Linked DNA regions of Urocitellus parryii: region 2 is linked to region 1. The links are chromatin contacts, called in public Hi-C maps. All regions are on one chromosome and are shown on one strand. Each heading gives the region's core, a stretch centred on a gene start, on an enhancer-like site or on the middle of the called end of the contact. The rest is flanking DNA. Distances are from core to core; before and after follow the strand shown. Region 1 holds the start of Pex2 (peroxisomal biogenesis factor 2). Region 2 holds the start of Zfhx4 (zinc finger homeobox 4).

What was found. Hi-C and Micro-C count contacts between places; a contact is called where the count stands out from the background.
Region 2: a Hi-C map of muscle shows a contact between it and region 1, with 5 times the contacts expected there. The contact joins the promoter of Zfhx4 here to the promoter of Pex2 in region 1. A contact is called at or near these places in 2 of 2 Hi-C or Micro-C datasets (liver and muscle).

Annotation. Positions count from the first base shown.
Region 1 is chr7:55,075,401-55,079,122 of mUroPar1.hap1, forward strand. Pex2 (peroxisomal biogenesis factor 2) reads left to right here and starts at 1,634. Exons shown (of 4, transcript XM_026383996.2): 1 at 1,634-1,873.
Region 2 is chr7:55,370,581-55,373,918 of mUroPar1.hap1, forward strand. Zfhx4 (zinc finger homeobox 4) reads right to left here and starts at 1,681. Exons shown (of 11, transcript XM_026383024.2): 1 at 1,577-1,681. LOC144255754 (a long non-coding RNA gene) reads left to right here. Exons shown (of 4, transcript XR_013343921.1): 2 at 1-96; 3 at 238-367; 4 at 703-875.

The sequences.
Region 1 (3,722 bases), core at 384-2,883:
TATTATCAATACATAACTTGATGCTCATGTGACCTATACAAAGCTTCATGAACTAGAACTGCTCTCTGAAAATGTAATCTATGCCAGTCTTCTCTCCCCTCCAACAAAAATTTAGTTAAGTACAGTACTTCTGGGAGTTATTCTGGAAGTGCCACATAGCTGCCCACTTTGCAACTGTTAAGTGAAAGACTTTAGTCATCTTCAAAGAGAATTTCTTACTCTCTAGAACATAAGTATCCGTATAAAAATTATGGAAATTGCATGATTTTAAATTTTTCAAAGCACTCTCATTTCAACATATAATCAATATAAAATTAAAGAATATTTTACATTCTTTATTTTCTTCCTCCATACCTTGTCTTAAAAAAAAACCTGGGCATATTTTACACTTAGAACAGACCTCACTTAAGACTAACCCCATGTGGTTAATGGCTACCATACTGAACAGCTGCAGTCTAGAAAACCTCTGCTATACCTAAGTGAGCTACAAACCCTATCAACTTGTACTCTCCACTCCATCTCATTTGTACTCTAGGTTTACATGGTGGAAAAGACTTTGATTCATTAATTGAAGTAGTTATCATCCTCTATCCAGGCCAATTCTCTGCCCCTCCCCACTAAATGTCCTTAACATACAAAAGGCAACATTCCAGGTATAATGATGTCAAATTGTGTGATCTTTAATATAAAAATGAATTTAGACAGTATTGGTGTTCATGCGTACATTTTATCTTTTCATGTTTCATACATGGAGTAACATCTGTTCCATAGAATAATTCCTGAAATAAAATACAAGTCAAAAAATTTAAAAAAGCAAAAATGAAAAAGCACTTCTGTAACACTACTTTCAGAGGATAAGTTCTCAGTGTTTAACAATAGACTCCTGGTAAGACTGAGCGCGCTCTCCTAAGGGGTTTGTGACAAGAACTAAGAGGTTCTTAAAACCTACTACATGCAGGAAATCTTTACTTCTTAAACTACTCTATTTCGTTCAAACTTTGGCGCTTCCCAAAGCGGGCTGCACAGAACTGCCTCATGGGCGCTCTTCCTACGGACCCCTCTCTGAAATTCTGACTCGATGCCCTGGGGTAGGCGGGCTCCTAAGAGCTGATGGGAAGAACTGAGAGGGGGCCTGGCCCAAGTGACCACTACCCTGAATTTACCGGCCCCTCGGGCGCATCTCTGCACGGCGGTCGACCTGCCTTCTGGAGCCAGCAGACGTCAACGCCACCAAGCCCGCGGTAAAGGTTTGTCTGCACGCACCGCCCTACAGTCCTAGTCCGGACACAGCCACCCAGCCCAAGGGTTCCCGCCTCACGAGGTCGTCCCGCAGCAGGCCGCTCAGGGCGAACAAGGAGACCCGAGTTGTGGAGGCACCTCACCGCCACCCGGCGGCGCTTCTCCGGCCGCCCGCTGTGGCGGCTGCCCGCAGCTAAAGCCCTGCCCCCGAGAGCCCCAGCTTCCCGGCGGCCCCTGGACACTGTAACCTCTTCACGCCCGGCCCCCGACCCGGGGCTGACCGGTTCGTGACTTTTCTGCCAATCAGAGACGTTTTCTCCAACCAATCACAGTGCGCGAGGTGTCCTCTTCGGCCCTTCGGTCCTTCGGCTCTTCGGCCCTTCGGCTCCTGCGAGTTCTCTGTGTCGGGGCCCTCTAGGGCCTTCTGCACTGCTCTAAAGCGTAGTGCTCACTGGTGGTGTTATTTCCTTTTTTTTTTTTTTTTCCCCAGCCACTTCCGGGTCCTGCGTCGCTCCGGAAGCCCGCGAGTTCCGGAAGCCCGGGTAACCCACATTCTGCTAGGAAAAAGCCAAGCTTTCCAGAGTATGTTTCAGAAAAAGTTACGTGGAGCGTGGGCGTTTCGCACACTCCTAAGGTCAGTGTCTGCCCGAGAGCGCTCGAGTGCAAACCTGAGGTCCTGCGTACAGCCGGGAGGTCTTGGAGTTTCACGGCCTTGTAATTCTCGCCCTTTGCTTCAGTTTCCCTGTTTATTGTCTTCCTGGAAGAGGCAAATCAAAGTGTCTTGATTTCGGGAAACACTGTAAAGCAATTACAAACGCCTACAGATGTTCTTAGGTTTGCGCCATTGAGGGCGGGGGAACACGCAGCTAGAATTGAACCCCTCTGCGTTCCACGAATTGCCGTTTTTAGAGACGGACTTAGACGTGTTTTCCTCGTGAAAAGATTTACTTCTTATCAAAGTCTTTCTAAGAATCATCCAGGATCGAAGCGTTCAGTAAAACCCGAGGGTTCATATAAAGGGTTACATGTGATACAAAAAAATTGAGTAACTAAAGTGAAAACCCATTTGCTTAAAAGTTTTGGTTTCCTTATGGGAGGAGATACTGAGAATTTTCTTATAAAATTTCGGAGTTGATTCTATTTCTTGTTGATTCCTTATCAGGAATGTGAAAATCATGAGCATTTTCCTTTGAGTCTTTAAAAGTCATTGTTTGCGTATTTAGTTAGGGACCATTTTCTGTACACGCAACATTTTAGTAAAAGGCTTTTCACAGAATGAGACCTGGTAGTTGAAAGTTCAAGCCTAACGTGTTTTTTGTATTCTGTGGTGTCCCTTGCAAATTTTTATGTAGACAATTTTTAGCCATTACAAGGAGACTGAGGCTCCCTCCACCACAATTTCTAACTAACCACCTACTTGTATGTTAAACTACTCTGGTCTTGCCAATAATATCAGTTACTTGTGTCCAGATAGAGTTCAGTGATCTTGAGGCCTTTGAAAGAAGGGAGATAGTGAAATTACTGAACGTAAAGAAGAAGCTCTATTTTATTTATTTATTTATTTATTCTTTAAAAAGAAAATAAAAGTGTTGGAACATAGAATACTAAACAAAGTCAGGCGATTTGGGTTCTAGTCCCTATTCTGGTTTGCCTTTGTCGAACTTTACCGCTTCAACTTTTATTCTCTTCATTTTTAGAAGTTAGAAATAGCTCTGTGGGCTTAAAATTGTTTCATAAAAAAATTCTGTAGAAAGATCCTGGAGCCATGCAGAACAGAGACAAAGCAAGCCAAGTGTCAGCTGTATATTAACAAGAGCAGCTATTTATGTGTTCTGTTTTTATAACAGGGTTCCTGTTTAAAATAATTTATTCATATCTTTTTAAATTTTTTTTTGTTTTTAATTGTAGATGGACACAATATCTTGATTTATTTATTTCTATGTGGTGCTGAGGATCAAACCCAGTGGCTCAAAGGTGCAGCAGGTGCTCTACCACTGAACTTCAGCCCCAGTGCTTAATTTATATATTAGGCTAAATGATCTGCCTTTCCTTCTAGCATTGAAATTCTTTTTTCTTAGGACAGTTGTTCATTTGTATTCGACATACATTCATTTGATTATTAAAGTTTTCTAAATTCTGTATTGGTGCTCATAATAATCCTTGCAATAAGGAGCACAAGTATTTTCCATTTTACATATTCAGTATGAACCTTACAATATGTTAGTGGACTTGCCCATTGTGACATGTTTAGTAAAGTTGTAGCCCCATCTTTTCCTCACAGCATCATGTAATTTTAAAGTTTCTTCTCCTCTTGCCCATAAACCTTGTGTTCAGATTCCTATAGCACAAGAAAAGTGTGTACTATGTACATAGTCTGTTTCCAGACAAAAGTTCTACTCTCAGTTGCTTCCTTTTTTCTTCTCTTGATGACCTAGGTTGGACAACCAAGAAATAAATTGCATGTTCTCTTGATCTTTTTCATG
Region 2 (3,338 bases), core at 431-2,930, 300 kb after region 1:
AGTGAGGAGTCGCGGCCAAAGGCGCTCGCTGGAGCCTTCTTTCTGGGCCGGACCCCAACCCAAGCAGCCGAACGGAGCCCCCCGCCCGGATCGCAGGTAACAAAAGAAATACAAACCAGTACACCGTCTTCTGGGGGAAGGGGGACAGGATGGGGAACCTTCTGTAACTTGGTCATCGGCAGAGAAACTTTATACAATTCCATGAGAAATTTTATTATTATTTTTTTTTTCCGACAGAGGAAAAAAAGCAGAAAGAATAGGGTGGGGGTGTAGAAGTAGAAAAAGGCGAGACTCGGCGCATTCCAGCCCCTCTTCTTTTAGCTGCTCCGGCCGGAAGGCGCGCTTGGTGCCGGCAGAAGCGAAGGAGGTGAAGTTCATTTGTAGACATGGAACCCTTTGGGGGGGGGCGGGGGAGCCCAGGGAATGAATCAGTTCTCACAGCCCCTTAATACACACACACACACACACACACACACACACACACACTCACTCACTCTCGCGCACATGCACCCCTTGCCCTTTGCCAAAAAAAAAAAAAAAAGAAAGGAAAAGATTCTTAATCCCAAACCTCGAGCGTCTACCCTTTGGTCTAACGCACACCCAGCGACGAACTCGCCCCTAGCGAGCTGCCGCAGCCTGCCGGGCCCCCAGCCCCGAGGCCGGGCGATCCCGCCTCCTAACGGACCTGCCTTCCGTTTGCAGGCGTCCGCTCAGCCTAGAGCAACCCTCCGCGGAGCCCGCCGCCTCCTGCTCCAGCAGGCGGGTGTCTACCTGCAGCCTCTGCCCTAGCCCTAGCGCCTACCCCAGCTTCTTGGAACCCTCTGCCCGGTGCAGACGAATCCCAGGGCCTCCGTCAGCCCCGAGCATTAAGTGCCTTTCGGGCAACTTAAGAAGAGGGGGAGGGTGGGCGGGTAAAAGAAGGAAGAAAAAAAAGAGGCTGAATAAGGAAAGGGAGAGGGTAAATTAGAGGCGGGGGGGGGGAGGCTTCAATCCCCACCAACCAACATCCAAACTTTCGGAGGATGGGAGTAGAGGAAGAGTCGTTCCGATTGAGGTGAAGGGGCGTGGGGCAAGCGGGGATCCCGGGCAGTACCCGCGCGGTTGTGGAGCTGACAGCTTCCCCAAGCCACCAGAATGCCCCAAGCTCACGGTGAAGGCAGAACGCGAAAAGACAGGAAAAAGGAGAGAAAACCGCTCGGCCAAACGTGGATAATCTGCCACTTAATCCAAAAGTTAAATCCCGAAAAATCATCCCCCCCCCCCCAAAAAAAAAGTGGAAAATCAGGTCCCTTAGTGCCCTTTCCCTCCCTCGGCAGAGAAAATCCTTGAGCCAAATAAAGGGGGAAAAGAGATAGAAAAGGGGGGCAGAGCGGAAGAGATGGTCGGGATGAAGGGATGTGTGCGAGAGCAAGCAAGAGCAAGCGAGCTAGGGGCAGAGAGGGAGAGAGGCGGAGAGGGAGAGGGAGAGAGAGGGAGCGAAATATCAAAGATTGTGCAAGATCAGGCTGGAAAGATAATCGATACTCGACCTAAATTTAACACAAACTACTCAATAAAAGTTAAAGAAAAAACTTACTTTCCATTTCCCCTGCAGTTCCTACTCGATCTTCGCCTCTTTTTTGTTTTGCTTTTATTTTACTTACAGCTGATCACATCCAAGTAAAACGAGAGGGTTCATTAAAAAAAATAAAAAAAAAAATAAAAAAATAATCCTCGAACTTTATTGGGTGAAAATAAAAACGCTGGAGCAGAAAGTGGGGGGCATGGAGCGGTCCTCGGGGGTCCGGGAGGAGTTAAAGCATGTGCCGACCGCGGTCTCGCTGTTTGGTTGTGAAGGGGTTGGGAAAAGGAGGAAAGGAAATGAAAATCCGATATGTCTTTATTCTGCTAATTATTATCGTTTTAGCCCTGTTTAAAAAAATGGCTGATTAAGTTGAGTGCGCATGTCTTTGTGTGTCTATTCCCGATATGCACTCTGGGAATGAGAGAGGAGAGCGAGGGAGAGGGAGAGGGAGAGGGGGGAGAGAGAGGTGTAATTAGTGAGGTGATCAACATTCCCCAGACTGCAAATGACGCGCAGCCGGGACTCAGAGCAGCCCCGGAGCCTCGCGACTTCCAAGGCTCCGAGCGCTGCGGCTGGAGCCCGGGACAAGGCGACCGTGGAAAGGGCAAGGGATGGGGACCTCCGGGGCTCGCACCCCACGCGCCCCTACGCGCAACTCCCAAACTTCATTACACACACACACACACACACACCACCACCACCACTACCACCACCACACCAAGGAGAGAGGAATATAAAACAAATACTGCCTAAGCAATACCCTTTAACCATTTGAGATTTTTTTTTTTAATTTTAATGAGGCAAAGTAATTACTATCCGACCACAGATTTGTTTACTAGGGAGCTTTAAGCAGAAATATGAGTTAGGGTAATGAAGAGCTTTTCTCTGCCTAGTTTATTCAACTACGCACATGAACGCACTTTAATGGCGAAATGCAGGGGCCTAAGCAAATATGCAGATGTATGTAAATAAAGGGTGCCTGGCTGTGTGCAAACACTGCTCAGCCCAGTCTATTTCAAAGGAAGAATTGCACTCTGGATCCGCAGGCATTCTATTTAAACACGTCTCTTCGCTTGCAGACGCAGGAGAGAAAACCCAGGGCAAGGGAGATGGAAGTGGTTAGTTTAGTCAAAGTAAACTTCCAAATGAGAATAAGTGATGGTTGCAAGGGTGATACTATGGATACAGTTCTAGCCTTTATGTAATATTCTTGAATATTTTATCAGAATTGCATAAGTTCAATGTAATAGCTTTAAGAAGACTTAGGGAAAAAAACCTTTCATCTTTCGAGTCTGTTGAGTTATCTTTCTTGAAGCACATTATGATGAATTTTAAAACCCCACTACAGATCTCATTAGAATGAAATATACTTGGTATTTTCTGGTGCAAAATTTAAGGTGGCTGATTCTCATTTGAAAATCTAATTATCTCTTTCCAATATTACAGATGTGAATATGAGTGACACTTTCATTAAAAGATAATTAACTAAAACTCGGAATAGGCGTACTTTTAAATACCCCCTACTGTATATGGTGTGTGTGTGTGTGTGCCTGTATGTGTGTATATATAGGTGTATGTTTTGCTACTCAGTGTCTAGATACACTACTCACTACACCAGAGGTCACAAGTAGGCACCATTTATGTAATATTTCAAAAATAAGAATTGTAGAAAGAAGGAAAGAGTAACAAATCAAATGAGCTGAAAACAGGAAATACTTGCAATGTCCAGCTTCCTGGACAGGTGAGGCATCAGCTGCTTTTGAGTTGACAGGCC